4 separate regions of the Mus musculus genome follow, and regions 2, 3 and 4 are each linked to region 1. A link is a contact called in public promoter capture Hi-C data. All regions are on one chromosome and are shown on one strand. Each heading gives the region's core, a stretch centred on a gene start, on an enhancer-like site or on the middle of the called end of the contact. The rest is flanking DNA. Distances are from core to core; before and after follow the strand shown. Region 1 holds the start of Gpatch1 (G patch domain containing 1). Region 2 has its middle 17 kb from the start of 1600014C10Rik. Region 3 overlaps Gm30771 (a long non-coding RNA gene). Region 4 overlaps Uri1 (URI1, prefoldin-like chaperone).

Evidence for each region. Promoter capture Hi-C pulls out the DNA fragments that hold promoters and counts their contacts.
Region 2: a contact with region 1 is called in a promoter capture Hi-C map of liver, with 3 times the contacts expected there. The contact joins the enhancer-like site here to the promoter of Gpatch1 in region 1. A contact is called at or near these places in 3 of 39 promoter capture datasets (frontonasal cranial neural crest, hippocampal neurons and liver) and 1 of 115 datasets of contacts at active chromatin or transcription factors (astrocytes).
Region 3: a promoter capture Hi-C map of embryonic stem cells shows a contact between it and region 1, with 5 times the contacts expected there. The contact joins the enhancer-like site here to the promoter of Gpatch1 in region 1. A contact is called at or near these places in 5 of 39 promoter capture datasets (the 3T3-L1 cell line, embryonic stem cells, hippocampal neurons and 2 more).
Region 4: a contact with region 1 is called in a promoter capture Hi-C map of liver, with 3 times the contacts expected there. The contact joins the enhancer-like site here to the promoter of Gpatch1 in region 1. A contact is called at or near these places in 6 of 39 promoter capture datasets (the 3T3-L1 cell line, the C10 cell line, cranial neural crest and 2 more).

The regions. Positions count from the first base shown.
Region 1 is chr7:35,316,072-35,320,421 of GRCm38.p6, forward strand. Gpatch1 (G patch domain containing 1) reads right to left here and starts at 2,369. Exons shown (of 20, transcript NM_026181.1): 1 at 2,270-2,369. The coding sequence starts at 2,342.
Region 2 is chr7:38,198,453-38,202,802 of GRCm38.p6, forward strand. No RefSeq gene overlaps it. Among named protein-coding and RNA genes, the nearest start is that of 1600014C10Rik, 17 kb to the left of the region's middle. Within about 2 kb of position 1,984, at least 101 of the 459 cell types and tissues checked have an H3K27ac peak or open chromatin away from gene starts, as enhancers often do. A contact at or near this core is called in hippocampal neurons and liver, where this site is marked.
Region 3 is chr7:38,083,101-38,087,450 of GRCm38.p6, forward strand. The region is part of intron 3 of Gm30771 (a long non-coding RNA gene); the gene reads left to right. Among named protein-coding and RNA genes, the nearest start is that of Ccne1, 22 kb to the right of the region's middle. Within about 2 kb of position 1,896, at least 164 of the 459 cell types and tissues checked have an H3K27ac peak or open chromatin away from gene starts, as enhancers often do. A contact at or near this core is called in embryonic stem cells and hippocampal neurons, where this site is marked.
Region 4 is chr7:37,959,526-37,963,875 of GRCm38.p6, forward strand. Uri1 (URI1, prefoldin-like chaperone) reads right to left here. Exons shown (of 11, transcript NM_011274.5): 9 at 3,868-4,007; 10 at 2,941-3,184; 11 at 467-2,172. The coding sequence ends at 1,990. Among named protein-coding and RNA genes, the nearest start is that of Uri1, 58 kb to the right of the region's middle. Within about 2 kb of position 1,961, at least 9 of the 459 cell types and tissues checked have an H3K27ac peak or open chromatin away from gene starts, as enhancers often do. A contact at or near this core is called in liver, where this site is marked.

The DNA of each region.
Region 1 (4,350 bases), core at 1,119-3,618:
TGCAAGGATCGAATGGGTTTTGGCTGGGACATAGCCAGATTAGTTTAGAAGAATAGAGTAGATTAATTACTCCTCAACTATTATGCTGTAAAGCTTGGTCAAATAAACCTCTGTCTCATTTATTTGGGAGCTAGCTGGGATAGAGAAAAATTATCACATAAAAATGCATGAACACAGATATCTTTGAGGAAACACAAGGGCAACCTTCAAACATACAAGAACTTGCACAGAGACTCACCTATCTTTCCCTTTGGTCGTCAGAGGTTAGGGTTAGGATCTGGCAAACATTTCTTTCTTTTTTTTTTTAAGATTTATTTATTATTATACATAAGTACACTGTAGCTGTAGTCAGATGCACCAGAGAAGGGGTCAGATCTCATTATGGGTGGTTGTGAACCACCATGTGGTTGCTAGGATTTGAACTCAGGACCTTTGGAAGAGCAGTCAGTGCCCTTACCCGCTGAGCCATCTCACCAGCCCCCCCCTGGCAAACATTTCTAATGATTAGAACTGCTTGGGCTGGGGATATAGCTCAGTTGTGGAATGCTTGCCTAACAAGCACAGCTGCCTGAGTTTCACCCTCAACACCACACACACGGGGCAGGTAGCACACACAGGCCTGGGGTCCCAGCACTTGGGAGGCAGAAACAGGAGGACCAGAAGTTCAAAGTCCGTCTTCACCACACAAAAGTTTGAGGCTAGCTTGTGCTGCATGTGACTCTGTCACAGAGGAGCTGTCTAAGACATATGTGATATGTGATGTGCAAAGCTGTAATCCCAGGACTGGGAAGGCTAAGAAAGGAGCATAGTCCTGAGTTTAAAGCTAGCCTGGTCTACATATTTGATAAATAGAAGGCCAGCTTGGACTATATAGAAAGACCCTATCTTATACCCACTCCTGCCAAAAAATAAAAATAAAATAAATTTTAAAAAGGCAGTAAGAGCTAAATACCTAATAAAAAATGGAACAAAACAAAACAAAAAAAAAAAAAAGGCAGTAAGAGTCTCAGTGAAAATGTCTCAGAGGTATAGCCAACAGGTCAGGATGGGAAGCAGGAGGCGGCAGTGGGGGGAAGCCTCACCAACAAAAGTCTACAGGTAACTTCTGGTCCACCACTGTGACTCCTCTATCTTCCCCACAATGTTAGCACTCCCATCAGCGGTATGGACACCCAGTAGATAAACCTAGTCATTAAGTGAAACAGACCGGAAACGCCACAGAGCCTTGCTTCATCTTACCTTCACCCCTGTATTTCTGTATTTCACGAGCAACTCCAGTCAACACCGGTCAAGTCTGCTCCATGCAAAACCTACTCAACAGCTGTTGCTGCTAACTCTCCAGTCCACACAACCACAGTCTCCCTGCTTCATTCCTGCCCACCCCCCAAGGAAACTACTCTCAAAATTAAAGCAAACATAATGTTAAAACATGCATCCTGCCAGGCATGGCACTACACACCTTTAACACCAGCACCTGAGAGGCAGAGGCTGCTAAAATACTGTGAGTCCAGCCAAGTGGAGCTAGCAAGGCCCTGTTCCCCCCCCCCCAAAAAAAAAGTAAAAGGGAAGAAATGCATTTCTCTTTGTGTAAACTGAACCAATACCCGTAGTATAAGAGCCAAACTCCTGGCTGGGTGTGACGGCACACAGCTGCAAACCAAGCACATGTTACACAAGAATAGGAGGATCAAGAGTTCAAGTCCAGTCTGGGCTATAAAGTGGGGTTTGATGTCAGCATGGGTTACATGAGACCCTGTCAGAAAAAGGAAAGATTCCAATTCTTGGGGTTGGATATGTAGCTCAGTTGTAACACACTAGCCTAGAATGCACGAGGTTCCCTCCTCAGGGACACACACACTCCAGATTCCTTACCATGGCAAGGGCCACCCACACGAATCCTGACTATCCCTAGACTGCTAAGCTGTCTGCCACTTTAAGGGATTTCCTATCTCAAGTGTTTCTCCCCAGATTTTCCAGGTCTGGTTTCTTTTACTTTCAAGGACGGGTGCAAACGTTGCCTCGGGACAAGAGACTGACTGACCGCCCTCCATCATACCCATGTTGCCTAGTCATTCCTGCATCTCCCAGCCCTCCGCGTCCTTCTCTGCCCCCCGAGAACGCGGCGCCCAAGTGCAGTGCACAAGCCTCTCCAGCGTGTTCCCTGTGCCCACAGCGAGCGAGCCCAGACCCAGGACGAGATGTCGCTGTCGCCCACGTGCTGGACTCTCAGCCTGCGCCCTTCAGACACCGCCGGCCATCGGACCCGCACCTTCGTCCAGAGGCTCCAGGCCCGTTCCATAGCTGATCAGATCCTCGTCGCTGTCACTGTCCAGCGCCGCCATCCTGCTCCTTCCGGGCTCCGCCCCCTCGCTACGGGAGCCTCTATAGGCCAAAAACATTCAGTTTCGCTTCTGTGAACTGGAGCATTCTATAAAGACTTGTTTGAGGGGGAAATGTCACCTCCTCCTCGCAAATCATAGTCCTATGCAAGTCCGACTGCAGATAAGATTTGTATCTGTGCCGGGAAGTGATAGCGCACGCCTTTAATCCTAACAGTCAGGAGGCAGAGGCAGGAGAATCTCTGAGTTCGAGGCCAGCTTGGTCTACAAAGAAAGTTTCAGGACAATGAAAGCTACACAAAAAAACCCTGTCTCGTCTCGAGAAAAAAAAAAAAAGAAGAAGAAGAAAACGAAAACAAACAAACAACAAAAACAATATTGGTCTCTGTACACCCCATCCTGGCTCTGCCATGCGCCTGAGTACTGGAAGGACACAGCGATAAGATGCTGGAAACCAAATATTCGGACGCAGGGCAGAGTCTCTGTAATTCCGTACAGCCAGTCCTGCGACTGGCTCCTTCGCCCCTGCTTAATTGCCTCAGCCAGCAATAAGTGCCAACCCGATCTTCCACCGGTCCCAACCAGCTTCCGGAAAAGTGCTTGCCCAGTGGCCACTGTCTGGCCCTCTACACCGGAAATGGGAAGGAACCAACAGGCAGATGTGTCTTTAGTGCACATCGTATGAATCGGGCCACACACACACTCACACACAATATACTTGTCATCTTTATATTTGCAAAAGTGAGGCCCCCTCCTAGACTTTTGGAAGGATTTGCCGACCCTGAGAATATCAGAACCCTGCACGCTAAGGAAATTGGTGAAAGACAAGAAACAAGATATCAAGCATGGATAGAGAGCTGGACATCAGCCTAAACTACACAATGAGACACTATAATAAATAATCAAATAATTAGAAAAGAGAGAGAGAAGCAGACCAAGTGGGCTAAGAATGAGAGGTCCTTCAGAAAATCTAAGGTACAGACATCTGCCAATGGGCGCTGTTATCTCACTTCACAAGCTTGGCCAAGACGTGGGGGGGCGGGGGGGGGTGTGATTCAGCCTGGCTTGGTGACTCACACTTTTAATCTCAGCACTCAAGAGGCAGAGGCAGAGGCAGAGGCAGAGGCAGAGGCAGAGGCAGAGGCAGAGGCAGAGGCAGAGGCAGAGGCAGAGGCAGAGGCAGAGGCAGAGGCAGAGGAGGCAGAGGAGGCAGAGGCAGAGACAGAGGAGGCAGAGGAGGCAGAGGAGGCAGAGGCAGGGGGATTTCTATGAGTTTAATGTCAGCCTAGTTGTCTAAGTGAGTCCAGGGCTGCCAGGCCTCTGTTACATAGAGAAAGTGTCTCGAAAGCAAATAAACAAACAAACAGATGGTTGTGAACCACTGGGAATTGAACTCAGGAAGAGCAGTCAGTGCTCTTAATCACTGAGCCATCGCTCCAGCCCCTTCCTTTAATTTTTGAGAAGCTCATAACAATGCAACAAAGCAGCAATGCCCGCTGATCATAGCCACTCCCAATGAAGCCTTTCTTACCGCCCTTGTTGGCTTACAGACAACTCTATGTCCCTCCCAACAGTGACCTAGCAATAGCTTGCTGTCAAGGACTACTCCCTACCCACACCCCTCCTCTCTCTCTCAATCTCAATCTCTCTCTCTCCCTACCCCCATTCCTACCCCCGTTTTTTCCTCCTTTTCTCTCTCTCCCTTTCCTCACCAATGTTCCCACATGGCCTCTCTGTCCTCTATCCCAGCTTTCTCTGTCCTTGTGGCTCCATCTGCCTCTGCCCCTTCTCCAGGTCCCTGCTCCCCCCCCCCGCCCCCCCCTTCCCTTCCCCCACAATAAACTTTCCGTATACTATGTCTGTGATTTTTTTCAGGAGGACACCTTGGCATGGGCCTGCCAGGTACCGCATTATATTTCATGACACCCTTTCCACTCCTGCTGATGTCCTTCTGAATTAATTCCTCTCCTACTTTCTCGTGCATGCATGGGTGTGTGTGAGTGTGTGTGTG
Region 2 (4,350 bases), core at 734-3,233, 2.9 Mb after region 1:
GTTAAGAGTTGTAATAGAATCCCTTTGTTAGGCCTGGCATGAACCTTAAAGGGAGCCAGGATGTGGAGAAAGAGGAACACTCCTCCATTGTTGGTGGGATTGCAGGCTTGTACAACCACTCTGGAAATCAGTCTGGCGGTTCCTCAGAAAATTGGACATAGTACTACTGGAGGATCAGCAATACCTCTCCTGGGCATATATCCAGAAGATGTCCCAACCGGTAAGAAGGACACATGCTCCACTATGTTCATAGCAGCCTTATTTATAATAACCAGAAGCTGGAAAGAACCCAGATGCCCCTCAACAGAGGAATGGATACAGAAAATGTGGTACATTTACACAATGGAGTACTACTCAGCTATAAAAAAGAATGAATTTATGAAATTCCTAGCCAAATGGATGGACCTGGAGGGCATCATCCTGAGTGGGGTAACACATTCACAAAGGAACTCACACAATATGTACTCACTGATAAGTGGATATTAGCCCAAAACCTAGGATACCCAAGATATAGGATACAATTTGCTAAACACATGAAACTCAAGAAGAATGAAGACTGAAGTGTGGACACTATGCCCCTCCTTAGAATTGGGAACAAAACACCCATGGAAGGAGTTACAGAGACAAAGTTTAGAGCTGAGACGAAAGGATGGACCATGTAGAGACTGCCATATCCAGGGATCCACCCCATAATCAGCTTCCAAACGCTGACACCATTGCATACACTAGCAAGATTTTATAGAAAGGACCCAGAGGTAGCTGTCTCTGTGAGACTATGCCGGGGCCTAGCAAACACAGAGTGGATGCTCACAGTCAGCTATTGGATGGATCACAGGGCCCCCAATGGAGGAGCTAGAGAAAGTACCCAAGGAGCTAAAGGGATCTGCAACCCTATAGGTGGAACAACATTATGAACTAACCAGTACCCCGGAGCTCTTGACTCTAGCTGCATATGTATCAAAAGATGGCCTAGTCGGCCATCACTGGAAAGAGAGGCCCATTGGACTTGCAAACTTTATATGCCCCAGTACAGGGGAACGCCAGGGCAAAAAAGGGGGGGGTGTGGGTGGGTAGGGGAGTGGGGGGGGGGAGGGTATGGGGGACTTTTGGGATAGCATTGGAAATGTAATTGAGGAAAATATGTAATAAAAAGATATATATATATAAAAAAAGGGGGAGCCAGGATGTGACCAGTAAGAGGAAGCAGTCTGGATTCGCTCGGAACCAGCCACTGTAGATGGTTTCGTCCTGGGGTTAGCTCTGGGGGGTTGGCCTTGGCTTAACGGGTTTGATTTTGTTTAGATTGGAGTTATTTTTGAGATAGGGTTTCATTGTGTAGTTAAAGGCTTGTCTCGAACTACTATCCTTCTGCTTCGGCCACCTATGTTCTAAGATTACAGGCATGCCCACCTTCAACTCTGTATTTTAGAACAATTCTTAGAAACTATTCATCTCCTTTTATTTGTAACTGATTTTTCTTGCTGAAAACTTAGAAAAGTCCAGAGAACTGTACTCCGTCTGCCTCTGTAGCATGCACCACCAACTTCATATTTCTTTTTAAAATGTATGTATGTATTTGTGTGTGTGTGGGTGTTAGGCTTACATGTATGTCAGTGTACTACAGGTGTGCCTAATGTCCACATGGGCGGGAAGAGGGCGTCAGATCCCCTGGAACTGGATTTACAGCCAGGTGTGAACCACCATGTGTCTTCAGTCCTTGAGGCTGGAGAGATATAGCCCAGTGGTTAATTCCCAGCAACCATATGGTGGCTCACAACCATCTGTAAAAGGATCTGATGCCCTCTTCTACTGTGTCTGGAAACAGTTGCAGTGTACACATATAATTAAAATAAATCTTAAAAAAAAAAGAAAAATTATTCTAAACTTCTTGGAAACCCTGGCAATGGTTACACAATATCCTTTATACTACAGCATTTGGGATTGTGCAAGGGTGGCCTTTTAGGCAAGTTCCTGTCATCCAAGCGCTGCAGGAACAAGCTTGTGTATCTTCGAAATTTGGATTGTGATAGAATCTTTGGACTATGACAGATACCTCCAGAGCGAAATAGCTGGATTTAAAAGTATGTGTTGTTCAATCAAAATCTCTCATGAATTTACCCTCCAAGTTTTGGCGTGCTGGTCTCGTGTCCTCTCTATTAAACTCTGCTGTTTAATCTAGGTCCAGGCCTCCCTGAGAAGGGACTCCCTACAGGGCTGTGTCTCCACTAGTAGCTGGTAGCAGCAGGTGGCAGGGCACACACGGTGGTGTGACACACACCTGCTCCCGCTGGGAAGGAAGCAGAGGGGAGTAAGCTAAGACCGGGACCCGGTAATTATAAAAAAGCAGCCATCTGCTCCGAGGCCGGTTATTAACCTGCGTCGGGTGCTGACGTGACAGCGCCAGCGAGATTTTTTTTTTCCCCCACAGGCAGATGGTGTATTTTCAGCCAGATTTGACTTTGACTCTGTGTTTGGAGATGCAGCCGGGGCCTGGAAGGAAGGGGGCGGGAGGGCTGCAGGGCGAAGGAACTATGACTAAGGATGCAGGGCAGAGGTCCCATAGCCAAGGATGTAGGAGTAAGACCCCATGGCCAAGGAAGGATGCAGGAGGCTAGGGCTGGAGGCGACCATTCAGCGACGATTATGAGGCGCCATCTAGCGGCGAACTGCGCACTCGCTGTTCTGCTCTGCAGCTCGGGCCGCAGCGCCCTCTACTGATCAGCATGCAAAGCCCAGGATGCCGCCACAGCGGGGGTTTGGTTTATGAGCTAGGGTGCAAAGGGTTTGAGCACTTCCTGAGGTTTTAAGACGCCATGAGTAGAAAGAACATAGGCTGGATCTCCTGCTGCAGCCTTTTTTTTTTTTTTTTCCATACAAAACTGGATGTTTCTTCATTCCGAGCAATCAACATATGGTAATTAAGAAATACCAGGATTCATCTCATTCTGGGTCTGTCTGGTGTCTACAGTTTGTTGGGAGGGAGGAGATAAGTGGCTTCATTAGCCGGGAAAGGCTTCGGAGGCCATTAAGATAATGGTGGCTTAGAAGGCTGAGTTCTGCCCTGGCTAGCTGAATCACAGCCTTGGGGTTAGTTCTGGCTATCCCAGTCTTGGCAGATGAAGGGTTTCCACCAAGGGTGTTTTTCTGTTGTTGATGTGATAGCCATTCACTTTATTATTTTAGACTTTTAAATTTTTTATCAAGGTTTTAAGACTTTATTTTTTATGTGCATTAGTATTTTGCTCACATTGCATGTCTGATTCTTGTGCATTCTGGAACTGGAGTTATGCACGGTTATAAGTCGCCCTGTGGGTGCTAGAAATTGAACCTAGATCCTTTGTAAAAAAAAACAACTGCTGAGCCATCTCTCCAGCTGCCTTAATTTTTACTTAAAAACAGAAAATTAGATTTAGTTTTTTTGGGAGTGGTGGCAATGATTTCTGAATTTGAAGCCAGCCTGGTCTACATTAGCAAATTCCAGGCCAGCCAGGGATATATGATAAGGTCCTGTAACAAATGTAATAATACAATATAACATCAATGTACATATTTAAAGTTTTATTTTAGTTTTTATTTATTTATGTCTGTGCACGTAAGTACAGGTGCCCTCAGGAAGGCCAGATGAGAGGGGGTCAAATGGAGCTGGAGTTACAGATGGTTTGAGCTACCATTTGGGTGCTAAGAATTGAACCTGGGTCTTCTGGAGGAGCAGCCAGTGCTCTTTAATCTCAGTGGGATTTCTCCAGCCCCGTGACAGACTGACTGAGACAGGGTCTCATTATGTAATCCTGGTTGTCTTGGAGCTCATTATGTAATCCAAGCTGGCCTTGAACTCTCAACAGTACCCCTTCCTCTGCCTCCGATATGCTGGGACTAACAGCGTGGACTACCATTCCCAGCATAATTGCACTCTTTGAAAAAGAGTAGTAGCCGGGTGTGGTGGCACACGCCTTTAATCCCAGCACTTGGGAGGCAGAGGCAGGCGGATTTCTGAGTTTGAGGCCAGCTTGGTCTACAGAGTGAGTTCCAGGACAGCCAGGGCTATACAGAGAAACCCTGCCTCGAAAAAAAAAAAGAAAAAGAAAAGAAAAAGAGTACTGAGTGTTGAGTCTCAATGGGCAAAGGCGCTTGCGGCTATGACCTGTGTTTGATCTCTGGAAGCCACAGGGTAGAAAGAAAGAACTGACTTCTGCCAATTGTCCTCTGACCTCTCCGCACATTGTGGTATAAGAGTGCATGCACACACAGCATCACACAACCACACATGCACACATTAGCTAAATTAATCCATTAGTTAATTAATTAAAGAAGAGCCCAGTGTGTTCATGCAAATCTGTGATCCCAGCACAC
Region 3 (4,350 bases), core at 646-3,145, 2.8 Mb after region 1:
TCCAAGTTTGCACACACTGTTTCAGAGCTGAGATAGGATTTCTAGAGCTTGCTGGCAGCCACACTAGCCTACTTGGCAACTTCTAGGCAAGTGAGTCACTCTGTCCTGAGGAACACCACAGGAAATAGTCCTCTGAAACACACACACACACACACACACACACACACACACACACCTGCACACAAAAGTGAACAAACACACCTCCATCTGCATATTCAGTTGCATATAAACACATCTACATCTGCACAGGAGCATACACACAAACCAGTACTTGCATACACAGCTACATAAACACACACACACACACCTGCATGGGAACACGCAGGTGTATACATACCATACACACCATCCCATAGAAAATTTCCATAGAAAATTCCAAATTATGTTTTTCCCTAGACAATAGAGCATAATATATAATATATATTATGGCATTAAGTATGATACTCTAGAGACACAGAGCGCTATATACAGGTTATAAGCAGATACTACATTATCCTCTGTAAAGGTTTAGTATCCTCAGTTTTGATAATTTTGGTGGTCTTGGAACCAAGAGGGAGAGCCAAAGACACCTTTGTCTTTTTTCCTGTCTTTCTTTTAATGAAGAGGTTTGGATTTCTCCCTACAGATAATTAATGCAATCATTTAGAAATGTTAGCTAGACTTGAGGAAAGACAAACAGGATGGCAGATCTTCTAAAAATCCAAACAGATACAGTGTGAGGCTCTTTTGGAGTCACAGACATGAGTGTAGCAGACAATGAAGGGAGGGGAGATCCTTTCTTTTCCCCCTCAAGACAAGAATTCTCAGTGTAGCCCTGGATGTCCTGGAACAAGCTCTGTAGACCAGGCTGGCCTTGAATTTAGAGATCTGGCCACCTCTGTTTCCCGAATGCTCCCTGGTTAGGAAGGGAGATTACAAGGCATTTAAATTTCAGTCATCAAGACTAATTGTCTTTGTCTGAGGCCTAACCTCCTGAGAAGGTGGATTGCAGTGCTAAGCACTGCAGAAATGGGGTGTGACACAAAGTTCAGAGAAAAAAGGGGCTCACTCCATATATGTTGGCTTAAAAGGGTTTGTGATACATCTAGGAGGAAGTCTGCTAGTGGTGAGGGATAAAGCACGATCTCGGAGTCTGCTTAGGGTTTACGGAAGCTGGGTTTGACTGTAAATATCAGCTATTTGGGACGCTGAGGCAGAAGGATCACAAATTCTAGGCCAGCCTGGGCCTAACAGAGGTACTTCAGGGCTAGCCTGGGTCTACGAAGAGACTTCAAGGCAGGCCTGGGCAAACTTGGTTTCTAAAAAGAAAAAGTAAAAATGGCAGCAGGCAGGCAGGCACGGTACTGAAGCAATTTTCCACTTGTGTCATCATGTAGGTGCTGAAATTCTTTGGACCCAGTGGGGTGGCGGTACGGTACAAGGACAGTTCGCTTCAGGGCTAGGTTCAATCCCTAGTATGAGAGAGAAAGAAGAGGGTGGGAAGTAACGGAGGAGAGAGATGGAAGAGAGGGAGAGAGGAAAAAGAGAAGGTGTAATGAGCTTCAATGGTATGACTGGTAAGGTATCAAAGACAAACAGGATGCCACAACAGGCCTGCACCGAACCAATCCAGAAGAAAGGGAGAAATAGCAGGAGGGCAAGGGAAGAGAATCCTGGAGAGCCCGTCTTTGCCCAAAACGCAGTGAAATGTGGGCGTCAATGTGTCCTTCTTAGTTCTACCTGGTTCAGCCTACACAGGGGCAGGACTAGGAACGTGGCGAAAGCAGGTCTGAAAGCTGTACAGCTTGGTGTGCCTGCGCATGCGCCGGACCCCAGCGCCACCGCCCAGCTCTCTTCAGCCCCGCCCACGCGACGCCCTGCCTAGAGCCTGCGCTCACACTTGGCCCCGCCCGTGACCGTCCAGTCCCGCCCCCCTCGCGGTGCGCGAGGAAGCCACGAGGAGGCCCAAAGTCCCGCCTACCCAGAGATCCACCTACGCTTTGGCTCTGTTACAGAGGCGCTTTGCGTTAGCTCGACGCCGCGCAGCCGCAGAGGACATGGGGCGGGGACAGGGGCGGGGTCGGATCGGAGGCGGAGGCTGGGTGGGCGGGCCCTGGAGTCACGTGTGTAAACACGCCGCACGTGGAGCTCAGCCTGAGCCAGAAGGGCGGGGCTGCGGGTTCCGAAGGAGGAGGCGGGTAAGGTGCGCGCGCGCGCGCGCATGGAGGTCTTGGGCGGCGCGGGACTGGGGCGGCCTGGTTCTGTCCCCAACTTCAGTTTCTTTATCCCGCTGCATTGGTGAGAGCTGTGACCAAGGCAGGCCCAGCCCTAGGGGACGAAACCCCCCTACATAATAACCCCACTACGTGCGCGCTCTCCCATTTCACAGATGAAGTAAAGAAACTTGCTCCAAGCCACGTGGCTGGAAAGTGGCGCCACCAAGATCTGCCCTGGACAGCAGGGCTCCTGGGCCTTGCTTTGTGGCTTGCGTGGCAAGAGGTTCTGGGCTCCGACTCCTACGTTCTGCCCTTGCCCTAAGGGCTACATTTGGTCTGGCTAACATGGCGAGGCCTATTGCTCCGTGCACAATGAGGTGACAGGGGTGCCTGCTCCCCCAGCTAGCAGTCTAGAGACGGGCGCAGGCCAAACCGTCGACCATGGTTTCCGTCTGGGTGTGGCTGGAACACTGCGGTGGGGTCCGGACACCTGAGCCTGCATCACTGCTCCTTACACAGCTCCTCCTCCATTTCTTTGCCCCTTTCTTCTCCCCGAGCCGCACAGAGCCCCTTTCAGAGGCGACGCCCAGTGCAGCGGGTTCCTACCCTTCTGCCCCAAAGGGCCTCCTTTCCTCTCCTCCTCGTCCTCCTCCTCTCCCATCTGTGCCGCGTGACCGGGGGGAGGCGCCGTACCGGGCGCAGTCCAGGCGTGGGGCCCAGCCAAGCTGTCATCCCGGACTGGCGGGCCCGAGGAGGCCTAAAAGGGGGGACCCGAGTGCTTGGGACTGGTAGGAAGCGTGCTCCAGGCAGAAAGGCTGAGCTGCCAGCAGTCCCGGAGAGGAATGCGCGCCCTCTTCAGGCTTAAGCGGCTAGGTCCTGCGGCCCTGAAAACCCATACCTGGGCCCCTCCCAATTTTGGGTTTGAGGGTTCAGGAGCTTGTTAATGGGACATTCCATTAATCTAAGGCTAAGGCTCCGAGGCAGCTCAATGTAGCTGTAGGCCCTGAAGCCAGGCTCAGTGTCTGACCTTGGGCAAATTGCTGAGCCTCCGTTTTGTTCAGTTTCTCCAGATTCATTTACCAACATTCCAGCCTCAATATGTCCCTCTGAGATGATGCTTTTGTTTTTAATCTCCCCATGCCCTCTAACTAGTGCCCTTGCACATTCAACCACGTGTGTTGTGCCCGTGCTTCCCAGAACAGCCATGGGGTTTTGGGCTCACTCCGTGTGGTTTGCTCCGTGGTGCACAAAGGCTTTCTGTAGAGAATTTGGAGTTTTGGCTAGGGAAGACCCTCCTTCGGACTGCCTCTTTACTCTGAGTGAAGTTGAGGAAAAGGTATATGGAAGCCAAAACACTGGGAGCCCTAGGACACAGCGGAAAGGAAGAATTAACAGAACCCTGCTGAGTTGTGCCCAACCCCGAGGCTATGGGGGTAGGCCTGCTTCTCCAAGCCAGTCACTGAAACTGCGTAATGGAGCTAGCAACTTCTGGGGAGTGGGTGACCATGGCTTCCCAGTTACAGCTAGAGTCCTGCTGTGAAATGCAGGATGCCGCTGTTCAGCAGCTCACCTCTGTTGTTGTTCAGGCCTTAACCAGGTTCTGTGCTATTTCTGTATCTGCTGCTTTTGCCAGACCACTGACAGCCGCCCCCTCCCTCCCTTCAACCCCCACCCCCCACCTCAACCCCCACCCCCACCCCCACCCCCTGCTTCTGTGGTGTCAGGTAGTTCCGATGATGAGTTCTGCCCCAGGGACTGATTCATGCCACATGCCTGTCCTGCCCTAGCTCCACATTCCTTGACCACTGTGATTAAGGACCATTCATTCAGCTTGATACTCTGAGAGGGAAGTTCTGGCCGGCAGGAATGTCAGCCTAAAAGATACTGGAAAATAGCAAGTGGAGAATGAAGTCAGCACAGAACCAAGCCAAGCTGGGCAAGATGGACGCCTCTGAACACCCAGATGGAGCCCTTCCTGAAACTAGATAGCATTGTGGCTTGGCTATGTCTCTGGATTCATAAACTTCTTACTTCTTCTGACCGTTGTTACTCTAATTTAATCTCCTCTGACTTTTTAGGGGACCCAAAACCTTAGCTACCACTTCTGAATGAAATGTGGGGCTTCAGGTCACGTGGCCCACCAGACTTGAGTCTC
Region 4 (4,350 bases), core at 711-3,210, 2.6 Mb after region 1:
CCAAGCACAGCTCGGGGGCAATAAACCCTCATAAGAAGCTGTTGGTTTCTAGGCACCACTGTCTTAGGAATGAGAGCTCCTTGGAGCAGCTCATTCTAAGGCTGGAACAGAAGAAAAAAGCACAAGATGAGACTGTAACATTCTAGTGTTTAAGAGCAAAAGTAGAGCTGAGAGAACTTAGCTGGATGCAAGCCAGCGGTCTCAGCCCCTGACCCCAGGATTAGGAGGACTTCAAGTTCAATTCCAACCAGGGTGACAACATGCCTCAGAAAAATAAAGTTTACCTTCAAACAAATCAAAGTGTAGTTTCAAGTTACAGTTTAAAACTGTGTTAAGACTGACTCTGAAACTGAGTGACACTATTTCATGTGGGTCTTCAGCAGAAAGCACAAACATGTCGTTGAACACGTTCTGTGAGGCAGACCAATTTGAAAGAAGTACACAAATAGATAAAGCAGGCTCAAAATAAGTTCATGAACATAGAAAGTGTTTAATAACAGCACACTTAAGTTACACATCTGAAGATCCAACAGTTCCACAAGGAGGCTTGCATCAGGAGGAGGTTAGCACAGGACGCCTCTCATAGGGAGAAGGAGCAGGGTGTGCCTAGAGTCGGTGTGATGGGATAGTCTGGTTGAGAGTAGGTGATTGGAAAGAAAAGTGGTTTTTAAGTACAAAATATGTGTACAGATGATCAACAACGGCTAGAAAAACCGAGCTATTATATTTTTAGGCAGCCTTTCCAATTCAGTCCCCTGTTCTGCATTATCCATTAACTAGCATGGACCCTAGCATACCATTTTACCATTAAAGCATGTATTTCATAAAACTCTGACAGTGGCACTGCTCTAGTTACAGCTGCGACTTTTCTAGGACATAATTTCACTTTGTTTAAGCAAGAATTCATTAAAGAAGCTATAAATAACCTCTAACTATTTAGCCGTGAATAGAGGGTGGACTGGGGTTGATGGCTTATTTTAGTACTGATGCGGAATGCTTTTTAAAAGCTACATTTTAGCATGCATCAAGCTAATGATCAACACTTGCACTGTAATGGTCAACCTGAGACTGAATGTCTCTTTAAGGAGTTTGGCTACAAGTAAATATAATATAATATTTCTTTCTTTCTTTTTTTTTACTGGTAGGAAAGCATCCTTGAAGAATGAAAATGTGAGGAAGATTGAAATGTAAAACAAACAAACAAACAAACAAAAGGCCTGTGCTTTAACAAAGTGTTAAAGCATCTAGACAAACTTTTTCCCCCCAAAGAATGGTGCCAATGACAACTGTGTGTATGGGGAGAGGAGGTGCTCGTGGGACTTGAAAACTTTGAAAATCTGTGGTGTGGCCTATACACAAATCAAAGACATTTTATACACAATCTAAACCAGGAAGTTCACAACATTTTAGAAACCAAGTTTCATAAAAATTTTACTTCCAAAAAAAAAAAAGTTGTACAAAATATTCTTCTTCTAGTCAAATTTTCCCAAAGGGTTTGTGTAGCTTTTTGCCTTAAAGATTACAGTATGACATTCAAAGGAAGAATTTTTCAAAGAACCATACAGCTGTGAAACCTACAAGAAATGTAGATTTTTTTAAAGTGCCTTTAAAATGTAAAAGCAAGTAATATAATTGTTGAATCTATTTGAGATTTTAAAAGTGTCTTTAACATGGTCCATATGGAAAGCACAACATCACAGCTGGTACGAAACTGCCTGTGTTTAGTTGAAAACACACAAACAATATATGACAGGATTCTTTGAAAAGTAACTCAAAACGCTATTCCTGCATCCTAAGGCCAATTAGACAGTAGTCACAGAATTAACGAAGCCAGCAGAACATTACAGCATTCAAACATTTACTTTGACTTTCCCAATGCCACTGATAAAGGTGAGAGAGCTCTGCCCAGCCAAGCAGGACGCCGTCCCAACTCCATGGCCGAATCCGCCGCATGTCCTAAAGCGCAGCTGGAGCTGCAGGCGGAGCCCTCTAGCTTCTCTGCTGCAATCGGGCAGCTCTGAACTTTGACACCCTCTTTGTGGGTTCCTCTGATACTTCTGATGGAACTTCTTTTCGCTCTGGAATGGTGGGGAGGGCATGGTGAGCAATGGCTGAGTATGGTGCTAGGGAGGGTGATAAAAATTCTTTTTCTATTACAGTTCCAGAAAAAGCCTGTAAGACAAATGTGTATATGGTGTTAAATATAACTAAGACGCACACAAAAATCTTTACCCTTCATTTCCAAGACCTTTTTTTTTAAACTAAGGTAACAAGAATTTTGGATAATAAACATCAAAATACTAATGGTTCAAAGAAACCAGGTAATATTATTTTTCTTAAGTACACCATCAAATTCAAGGAGTTTTTTATGGTTGACACCTCCAGCTCTCTAGAAAACATCAGTGAACACAGAAGCGACACGGGCACAAGAGGCGGGCTTCTGCCCAGGCTCCCTTGCTTCCTTGCTGTCTGACAGTCAGAAGCTTCGTTTCACCAATGCTGACATCATTTCTTTGGGGGGGGAGGTTATTTATTCAAGATCTTTATTGCACTTTGCCCCCGTAAAAACTAAAAAACTAGAGGTGCTAAGACTAACGTGAATCAAAATAGCTTTAAAATTCTAGGACAATCAATCCAATGGTACAAGTCAGATGTGTCACCCAAACCAAAAAAGCTCTTTCATTGTGGCTAAGTGTTTGTGGAACTTCATCTAATCAAAGCCAACTATGTTCAACTGAAATGAGACTAAATGACATACATATCACCACAATGTCTTGATGTGTCTTTATATATCAAGAAAAATGAAGACCAGAGAGTCACTTCTTAAAAACTACCTAGTATTTGGACCGTCTCCCCTCCTCAGAACTTAAACACAAGCTGAGAACTTTGAAGTGTAAAGAGCAAGCCTGTGAGATATGCCACAGAGACACAGACACACACCTCAGACACTCCTGAGGGCAAAGGCTTCTTGGGGTGGTTCTCTTGGAGTTCGTCCAAACTGCTCCCGCCGGCCTCGGTAGCCACGGCCTCCTCAGAGCTGGTGCTCCGCAGGAGCCCCCGCCGGTCCTCCACATCGGCAGCGCTGCTCTCACTTGTGTCGCTGCACACGCTGTTCTCTCGGCTGCGAGACTTGAGGATTGACTTGCGAGGAACATATTCTCCATTCACAACATCCACGAAGACTCTACAGCATTCAAAAAACAACTCCATTTTAAGGGCTTGTAACTGTAAATTAACCTACAACTTGTTTTTGTTGAGACGTTTGTTTGAGGCAGGGTCTCATGCAACCCAAGCTCACTTTTCACCCCTGGTTCTGCCACCCCCACCTCCCAATGCTGGAATCACACGTCTCACCAATTCCATTCAGTTTCCTTGCTAAAATGTCTTCTCTAAATGTCACAGTCAGAGTACATTTACAACTACACTGAATGTACCTTATGTTACTTTTCAAAGCTGAATTTTGGACCCAATAAAATACAGCATGTTATTTATATGTCCCAGGTGAGAACAGCTTGATTTGCCAAAAAGAATTTTATACACCTACTTCAAAACACCAGGAATTTTCACCAGTTTGTAAATATGGGTAATAAAATGGTAGGCATTTCAAACTGGACAGTGTAACTGTTCCCTGCTATGACAGGTGAATACGAGACAAACTCATGACAGTTGTGACAGACAAGAATACCAGCTTCCAACTCTTCAGTGACATCTGAAGAGGACAAAGGAAGAACCACCCCACACCTCGCGTGGCCCGGGGGCTATGAGTCTCTCAGTGGGGCCTGCAGTCTTTGGGAACCTCCAAGTCAGCGAGCCTCCTGCAAACCGGGAAGGAAGGGGAGGTCTGCAGGCACTAAGACCATCACGCACCTGTAAATATCAGCAGGACTCTTGATGGCAGGCAGCTCGTGGGTAGCGTGACTGCCGGCACCACTCTTTCGTTTCCGTTTGGCTTCCTCTTTCTTCTCACTGAACTTTAAAGTGGTATTTTTCCCAGTATTTATTCGAACCTAAAATTAATTCACAAGAAGAAAAAAATCAAAAACTTTCAAAAAAAAAAAATCAAGTTCCACAGTAAAGAAATAAATCACAGTTACCATCAAGAGATTCTGTTCGAACTTTCTGGCACTGAAATTATGTACATGGTCAAGTCTGACTCTTCTGTCATTTCCACAACACTACATCTTCCTCAACAGCCGACTCCACCACCACTGACTTTACTACTGTATGCAAAGCAAAATACATTTCAACTAAAGTCCACACTAACTATAAACTTTGCCTGACCTTCATCTTACATGTATTTGCGACTTAGTCCATGTGCTGCTAGCCTGAGTCACAAGTGCAGTAGCAGAT